Linked DNA regions of Mus musculus: region 2 is linked to region 1. The links are chromatin contacts, called in public HiChIP or PLAC-seq maps. All regions are on one chromosome and are shown on one strand. The core of a region is the stretch at or near the end of the contact, and the rest is flanking DNA. Distances in the headings are between cores, read along the strand shown. Region 1 overlaps Gm30320 (a long non-coding RNA gene). Region 2 has its middle 16 kb from the start of Gm30796.

The links. HiChIP or PLAC-seq counts read pairs in DNA pulled down with a chosen protein or histone mark.
Region 2: a contact with region 1 is called in an H3K27ac HiChIP or PLAC-seq map of microglia, with 6 times the contacts expected there. The contact joins two enhancer-like sites. A contact is called at or near these places in 7 of 39 promoter capture datasets (the 3T3-L1 cell line, 3T3-L1-derived adipocytes, hematopoietic stem and progenitor cells and 3 more), 19 of 484 Hi-C or Micro-C datasets (B cells, the C2C12 cell line, the G1E-ER4 cell line and 12 more), 12 of 115 datasets of contacts at active chromatin or transcription factors (T-cell acute lymphoblastic leukemia, bone marrow-derived dendritic cells, bone marrow-derived macrophages and 6 more) and 1 of 9 other capture datasets (embryonic stem cells).

What each region holds. Positions count from the first base shown.
Region 1 is chr2:166,178,759-166,182,926 of GRCm38.p6, reverse strand. Gm30320 (a long non-coding RNA gene) reads right to left here. Exons shown (of 4, transcript XR_866951.1): 3 at 3,779-4,168; 4 at 190-549. Among named protein-coding and RNA genes, the nearest start is that of Gm30536, 14 kb to the left of the region's middle. Within about 2 kb of position 2,001, at least 165 of the 459 cell types and tissues checked have an H3K27ac peak or open chromatin away from gene starts, as enhancers often do. A contact at or near this core is called in bone marrow-derived macrophages and microglia, where this site is marked.
Region 2 is chr2:166,418,461-166,422,793 of GRCm38.p6, reverse strand. No RefSeq gene overlaps it. Among named protein-coding and RNA genes, the nearest start is that of Gm30796, 16 kb to the right of the region's middle. Within about 2 kb of position 2,288, at least 32 of the 459 cell types and tissues checked have an H3K27ac peak or open chromatin away from gene starts, as enhancers often do. A contact at or near this core is called in bone marrow-derived macrophages and microglia, where this site is marked.

The DNA of each region.
Region 1 (4,168 bases), core at 752-3,251:
CTATCTTCAGTCGCTGTAGAAGAGGGCGTTAGATCTGGTTGTGAGCCACCATGTGGTTGCTGGGATTTGAACTCAGGACCTTTGGAAGAGCAGTCAGTGCTCTTAACCGCTGAGCCATCTCCATCCCCAGAGCTCTTTGTAAGATGGAGTCTCCTAGGGCAAGCCCCCTCCCCCCCCCCCCCCCCGCAAACCCACTGTGTTATACAATATGCAGTAACTTAGCATAGGGTCTAGCCTCAGTCAGCAGTCGCCCTCCTTGTTCCGGAAGGTGAGCTCTGAGGACCTCCTTTCCCTATGGACCTCGGAAGGACGATGCTGGGCCTCAGGGTAGGTGCATCAGCACTCCCCATTGCTCAACAGCAGCTGTCAGGTCCCCTTCTCTACTGACATTCAGCCAGGTCCCCATATGCTGCTCCTGGCCTCTCCAAGCCTCACTGCTGGGGTAGCAACGCCACCCTGTTTGGCTGCAAACATCGCCTCTCAGGTCATTTAACCGTCTCTTTGCTTCCTGCTTCAATGCATCATGTTAATGAGGCTTTGTCTCCTACCCTGAAGAGAAGAAAATTAAAAACAGCAAACGCATGTCACATGGCACCAACCCAGGCTTGCGGGGACATTCAAGATGGGGACACAATCCTCTCAGATTCATCTCTTCACATTCCCTGTCCTTCCAGGTGTCCGTCACAGAAATGCAGCCCACCTCCTTTGAGACAGGTCTCTCTTCGGCCTGGAGCTCACCAATTAGGCAAGACTGGTTGGCCAGCGAGCCTCCTGTCCACACCTCCCGCACTGGGGCTACCCACGCATGCCACCACACCCAGCTTTCTTATGTGGGCTCTGGAACTCAAGTCCTTAAGCTTAACCGCCTCCTCAGCCCCTCTAAGGACCTTTTAAATAAAATTGATAGCAGCCAGCCTTTCTTGATCCCTGTCCCTTCGACTCCATGTCCCTTCCCACACAACGCAGATTTGATGTACAGGGGTGGGGATGTTTGGTTAGGAAGGGAATGTGGGGCCAGTGGCCACGTGAGCAAGCCCAGAGTCTGTCCTTCCATGGCACTTACAAGAACACCCTCAAGGCCTGCAGCTGCTCCCTGCTGCTAGCCCGCAATGGATCTGGAGCCCCCAAACCATTCAGGAAGTGCCCGAATCCAACCCTTAGAAACTGGAGGCAACAAAGGCTTGTGTGAGCCATGAACATTGGAAGGATGGGGGACTTTGTTACACAGCCAAAGCTGACTGCTACAAAGCCCACACCCGCTTCACACTCCTATGTGTCTAGAAATATTCAGGGCACGATCTACAGCCCAGCTCCCATTACCTTCCTTCGGCATCCCCACCCTGAGGCATGCCCACTCTCTGCCCTCAACAAGCCTTCAGAATGGTCCCATTTTCCAGCCTGAGCACCAGTCCAAGAGAAGGGGGGATCCTAACCAATTAGCCCAAGTTTCCATGAGCTCTGTCTGTCTCAGCCCAGAAGGTCATATGTCCATGAAGCACCCAGCCACAGTCTGAGATGCAATGAGATCCACCCTGCAGAGATTGTTTTATGGAGATTTCTGTTCAATGTCAGACCAGCTTCTGTCTTTTCAATCTTCCAGACTGCTAAAGGATGTGAAATCTTTGCCTCTGACCACTTCCTCATCCAGGCCCATATGGAGAAGTGAAAGGACTTTTTGGGACTCTTTCTTGCTTGTTCCTTTAGAAGGAACAAGTGTTTGTGTGCCCTTTATTCCGACTATGGGCATAAGAATGTCTGCCTTTCCCTGCAACCAACACATCCTATCCCAGCAAACATGAACTGTTGTCAGGGACACGAGGAACCCGACTCCATGTCTTCTGAGAACTCCAAACAGCCTGGCTGTGTACAGTCACACTGTCAGTAGAAACAGAAACCATAGAAATGGGGTAAGCACACCCCACGAGGCATCAGAAAGGGGTGCAGACTATAGTGTGGGTGGGGCCGGTGGGGGAGGAGTTTGGAGCATGGAGCAACAGAATGGAAACTGGAAAGCTGCCAAGGAAACTATGGCAGAGAGAGCCAGAAAGCACCCGGGACGTTTGCTCAGGACTGGAGGGAGCGAGGCGTCATTAAGCTGACTTGCCTGGGCTTCCACGAGACAATGGGATTCATTTAATGAGAGAGGCCCCGGCATGGCAGAAATCTAAATTAATCCTTTGCTCGGCAGTTCACAGGGGAAGATGAGGAAGAAGTTGTCTTTAGAAATCACAACACTTTTTCCACCACCAAGGTAAAAACTCAGAGAGGAAAGAGAATGGGATAGGCACAAACAAACTTTCAAAACTGGCCCTGTCCTGTGCTTCCAGCCTGGCTGCTCCTCCAGGGCCTGCCTCTGGAGTTCTCTGGGGAAAACTGTCTCTGGGCCCCATGAGACTTCTCTCCCTTGCTGCTGCTGGCCTTAGCCCTCAAACTCTCAGTTCAACTGGCTAACTCCCTGGCTGGGTTTTCTTCTGGTGATTAAAAACACAGAAGTCAATCTTTTCCAGATGCCTGTGGTCGCTTTCCTGTGCTTTGGGGCTTCTGTTACCAGGCAGAGTAGACTCGAGATGAAATTGAAACCTGCCAACACAGGCAGGTCCCCCTCTCAAAGACTCATAAAAAAACGGGTGCGAGGAATACTCAAAACAGCTGGGACGGGCAAATGGCTTCTAGAAGCCCTGCTTCTGTGTGTTAGGAAGGAGGATGGGCCCATCCCTTGGAGAGTCTGATGGTCTCTGTTTGCTGTGATGTGATTTCTCCCAGGGCAGGCTGGGGTGTACACACCCATCCTATAAGCTGGGAGCTTTTATTATCTGTCTTATACACAATACTTGCTGCCCACAGTGCTATTTTGACCAAAGACAGGAAAGTAATTTTCCGAAAGTGAGCCACCAGCCCCCCTAAGGGTATCAACTTCAGTCCTGAATGGCTCAGCTCCTGGTTTCTTGCCTTGACCAGGCCTCCAAAGACAGAGTCTAGGCCAATCCCTCCCACTCCCCTCCCCCAGGTTGTTGCTCTGGGCAACATCTTCTCAGGCAGGCCTCTCTTGACCTCTGCACTCTGCATCCCTGACAGCTGGCCTCCAAGGGAACCAAAAGCTCAGATTTCTTCTGTTATAATAGGACTTCAGGCATAAATCCACTCTTCTGAAATTTCATTTCGGCTCTGCATAAACCCAGAGGGAAGCAGCTACACATAGCCATTAGGAAATATGTGTGTAGCTCGGCTGGTAGAGCGCTTGCCTGACTTTTGCAAAACCTCCCTCAGCAAAAGCCCAGCATGGTGGCACACACCTGTCACCCAGCACTAGAGAGGTGCAGACATCAGGACCAAGAGTTCAAGGTCATCCTTAGCCACTTAGCAAGCTTAAGGGCAGCCTTTAGAGGGCTGAGAACCTGTATAGAAAGGAAGGAAGGAAGGAAGGAAGGAAGGAAGGAAGGAAGGAAGGAAGGAAGGAAGGAAGGAAGGAAAGAAGGGAGGGGAGGGGAGGGGAGGGAGGAAAAGGGGAGGGAGGAAAAGGGGAGGGGAGGGGAGGGGAAGGGAGGAAAAAGGGGAGAACCTTACCACTCAGAAGGGCAGATACTAACTCATCTGTAAGTATCCACTGTCTGCTGCCTCCCATCTGCCTCCAGAGCCCCCTCAGCCCTGCCGCAGCTCTTTCTGGCTCCCCTGCTCCTATGCCTTCCAGCTCCAGAAACAGAAACCCTCCCTTCCAGAGAGAGATCGAAATCCCTATCACGCACCCTGGGTGTGGCTCTCAGCTTTCTGGATTCCTCACCTTCCATCCTCACGTCTCCTGTTCATCTCTTCTCTTTGACATTGTTCTCTTCAATCTCTGGGGCCGTTTCAAACCCTAAGTGCACCTCGGAGTTCAATGCAGCTTTGGCGACAACCCCTGGGTTCCCGAGTCAACCGTTCCTCTCCTAGATGTCCCTGTTTTAACTGTGACTTCTAGGAGTGACCTTTGACCCTTGGATCACCTAGCCCTCGGATCAAAACTATTAGTAAGAAAACTGCTTCTGGCCAGGGGTGGAGGCACGTGCCTGAAGTTCCTGAACTTGGCAAAGCCAAGGCGGCCAAGAGGATGGTGAGTTTGAAACCAGGCTGGAGCTAGGTGTGCTGTCATCCAGTATGAGGGAGCTGAGGCAGAAGAATTGCCTTGAGTTCA
Region 2 (4,333 bases), core at 1,039-3,538, 240 kb before region 1:
GTGTGTGTGTGTGTGTGTGTGTGGTTTGTAAGGTAGAGGCTGCGTTCAGGCATTGCTTCTCCAGAGCTGTCCACCATGTTTGTTGAGACAGGGTCTGCCACTGGCCTGGGGCTTGTCATTTAGGATAGGCTGGCTGGTCAGCTGAGCTCCAGCAATATCTGCACAGCACTGTCTCTCCAGTGCCCTGCATCTTGCTTGGTTGGTTTCTGGGGCTGAACTTGGCTCCTCATGCTTGCATATCAAGCAGTTTACCCGGTGAGCTGCCTCCAGGCCCCGTATGTGCTTCCTTATGTTTTCTTCTCACATGAAGAATTGGGCAGCAGGAGTTTGGGGCAGCCGGTCACATTGTAACCACAATCAGGCAAGCTGAGAGTGCTGGATGTTAGCATTTGGTCATTTATTCTGTTTGCTTTCTCCTTTTTATTGAATCTGAAAGCCCAGCCTATGGGATGGAGCCGCCCACAGGTGGCATGGGTCTTCCCACCTCAGTTAACCCAACCTAGAAAACCCCTCGTAGACACACACGCCTAGAGCTTTGACTCCTAGTGGAGTTCAGAGTCTGTTGACAATGAAAATAGCCATCTCAACAGACCGTGGAACAAACGTGGGCATTGATATCATATCAACAGACACTAGAGATGACATTTGGGGCCTGAATGCCAAACCCTGACCCTCTCACAAACAACCTTCAGGGGTGGCTCCTGAATAGTGTCTCACTCAGCAGCTGATGTTGAGTTCAACATGAAGTGTTTAAGGCAGGCCTGGCTCTAAAGGCTACAGGAAGCCCTGGGCCATGAAAGACTGTTCTCTGACATGAATATCTAGGAAATGTAGTTACACTTTAGAAGAGATAGCAAAATGTACTACTTTAGAATATTTCAGAGTCATTAAGAGAGTAAGGCAGCAGACACCATGTAACCTTTTAGAAAGGATTCCTACCTTTTTTTAAAAAAATGTACTTACTGCTGGGGAATGAACCTAGGACAAGCATTCTACGAATGCGCCTGGGATGGCAAATCTTCCACCACCCAGAATGCATTATCTAGGATGGTCAGGCAGGATGCGTGGCTGCAGGGTTTAGTGACCTCCCCTTTGCAGGGGATAGCCTCGGTTAAGGTCACCCTCATCTTTAGAAAGGCCAGTGCCACCATGTACCTGACTCCACATCCCAGCTAGACGATCCTGAGAAAGTCACCGAACAGAATGCTAATTTCAGATTGTAGAGACGTAAATGGTATTTAAAGTACAAAGAGCTTAGACTGGCACACAGTCAACCCTAAACGGTGACTCTTCGAGCATGTGTCTTAGTTAGGGCTTCACTGATGTGAAAAGACACCATGACCAAGGCAACTCTTATAAAGGCAAACATTTCATTGGGGCTGGCTCTCACTGTCAGATGTTCAGTCTATTATCATCATGGCAGGCAGCATAGCAGCGTGCAGGTGCTCATGGTGCTGAAGGAGTGGAGAGTTCTACATCTTTATCTGAAAGCAACCAGGAGGAGGTGCTCTTTTGTAGGTAGCCAGGAGGAGGTTCTCTTCTATACTGGGTGGAGCCTGAGCATAGGTGGCCTCGAGGCCCACCTATGAAGTGACACACTTGCTCCAACAGGCCATACCTCTTCCAATAAGGCCACACCTCCTAATGGGCAAACATTCAAACCACCAAGCATGTCTGTTATGTGCGTGCATGAAGTGTATGCACATGTATGCACACACATCTGTGCACATTGTGTGGAGGCCCAAGGACATCAGGAGCTCACTCTATCCTCAATCACTCCCGATCCCCTTCTTTGAGGTCCGATGGATGCTTAGTTTTAATTGCCCACTTTATACAAACTAGAGTCAACTGGGAGATGTCTCCGTGAAGGATTGTCTAGGTTATGATGGCTTGTGGCGTGTGTGTGTGTGTGTGTGTGTGAGATTGTCTTGATTTCATTAGTCCACTCAATACCTTCTTGTCAGGTGTCAACGTCATTAAGGTTCATTTGGGCTTAGAGGTTGAAGGGCTACAGCCCAGCATGTGGGAAAGGACAAGCAGATGCAGGAGGATGAGGAGCCTGGCTGGTCCTGCTGCCTGTGGGGTCAGCAAACAGATGACACTCCCCCCCCCCCCCAATGATGTGCTTTCTCACAAGCGTTGTCTCGGAATCTTCTTAGTGCTCCTTAGACACTTCAGTGCTGGGAGCTGCCTCCGGGAGCCAGGCATTGACTGGTTTCCACAGTTTCCAGGGGTGAGCGTGTGACTCAGACTTGTTCCTCTCAGGCCCCACGAGGCTGGGGATATGACCGGCTCAGGATGAGGAAGCTGCTCTTTGCAAAGGGACCTGGGGTGGTTGCCGTGGTTCCAGAGCACAGGCCCCGTGGTGAAGCCAATCTAAGCAGCTGTTCTGGGACAGACAAGAGGCCATAGCATCTGAACAAGGAAGCTTTGGTCTTCAAAACTGGGTGTGCCCAGTTCTTTTGATTTGGTGTCTTTGAAGTTGGATGTCTAAACTTATGAACAACTGTGACCTGGGCCTGATGTCCATGGTCCCTGCAGGCCCATAATTCCCCTGGGATGACACTTGTCTGCCAGGACCTCCCCAGCCTCTGATGTCTGTTTTCCTTTAGTTCATTTGTCCTGCAGTATTAAAGCTCACACGATGCTCTGTGCCCATCCAGCCCACCCAGGAGTCCCCATGATGGTGGCTCATTGCTTGGTTGGTTTGATTATTTAAAAAAAAACAAAAACAAAATCAGATTCCCTAATTGAACCCCTTAAGTGTGTTTCCTTTGAATGCATTTTGGCCACAGTTATTAAATCACAACTGTATCACCCCTTAAATTATCTTGAAAACAAATCAATAATTTATTTAACCAGAGTCAAGAAAAGAAGCAGAGAAAGGAAAAGAAAAAAAAAATCCCCCAAAGAAATCTCTCTAATGAGTTTTACTTGGAAGGAAGCCGTGGACGAACACTGGGAAGGAATTTCGCTCTAAAGCAGGGCACACAACTAGCTGGGAGAATGAAAGTGACCTACTTCAATATTGTTCATTATTGCTCTCTCTGACAACTAACTCACCTTTGTTAAATGTCAGCTGTTTTCTGAGCACGCGACAGGGCCAAACAATCTCATGACATTCCCGATAGTGAGTGACAGCACTTGGACCCCACGTGGGAATTTGTTTTATTCTGTGAACTGAACATCTGAGATCATTACAAAACCCAGTAGCTCATTCGTGTCTCCAACCTGGACCCCCGGGGGGCAAAATCGGATCTAATTCAAATATCACTCTTTAAGTGCCCTGTGCTTTAATTGAGTTTCTAGGGGTCATAGCTCATTGGTACTGAGTAGGACAGTTCCCCATGGAGTGACAGACGTGGCCTTACATTCTCTAGGACCCGAGGCTCCCGTCAGTGAATCTGCTGGCAATCAGAGCATGTCTAATTTTGAGCAGGAGGAAAATTCCCCAAGAAGGATGGAAATGTCTCCTGGGGGCGGCAAGAGCTGGACAGACACTGAAGCAGAGAGGAGATTGGGGGGGGGTGTTGCTGTGCTCCACCCCACCCTTTCCACACACTGACCTGTGAGTCACTGAATTCTACTTAGAAGCCATCAGGATCTGCGATGAGGGGTCTCTGGGGCAAGTTGATTCACTAGACTAGATGAATCGGGGTGCTCTGGGTTCAGTGAGAGACTCCACTTCAGGAAATAATGTGGAGAGTGAATGAGGAAGACATCTGGCCTCTAAAGGCATGTGTGCTACACATGTTAACATGCAAACACATGTGTACTACATGTGTAAACACACAGACACACAAGGGTACTATACACGTGAACATGCAAACACACACGTGTGCTAATGTGTAAATGCACAAACATATGTGTTCTACACACAAGAATGTACAAACACACACATGTACTACACAGGTGAACAGACAAACACATGAGTGTACTACACATGTGAACATACACACACATTCAAAGCACAAAAAGGGACCAGAAAACACAATAACAAGACAATTTTAGGGCGTGTCACGTTCCATGAAAGAAACAAGATCAAGCTCAGAGTGGGTGGAGAGAGAGGGCCTGAGTTAGAAGAAAGAGGACAGACAGAACCAGGTGTATAGCTGTGCTCAGTTTAGCCTGATGAGCTTTGGCTTGTGACTCTTAATAAGAATCTGTTCCCTTCTCCCGTTTGGAAAACAAAACAGCATAATAGAGACTTTGTGCGCGGGGAGCTAGCCAGGAGAGCGGCTTAGTTGTGGCTATTCTTGGGAGACCTGAAAATAAAATTTACATCAGTATACTGGGTGAGGTGGACTAAGGCCATCCCTCTGTAGGGGACCCT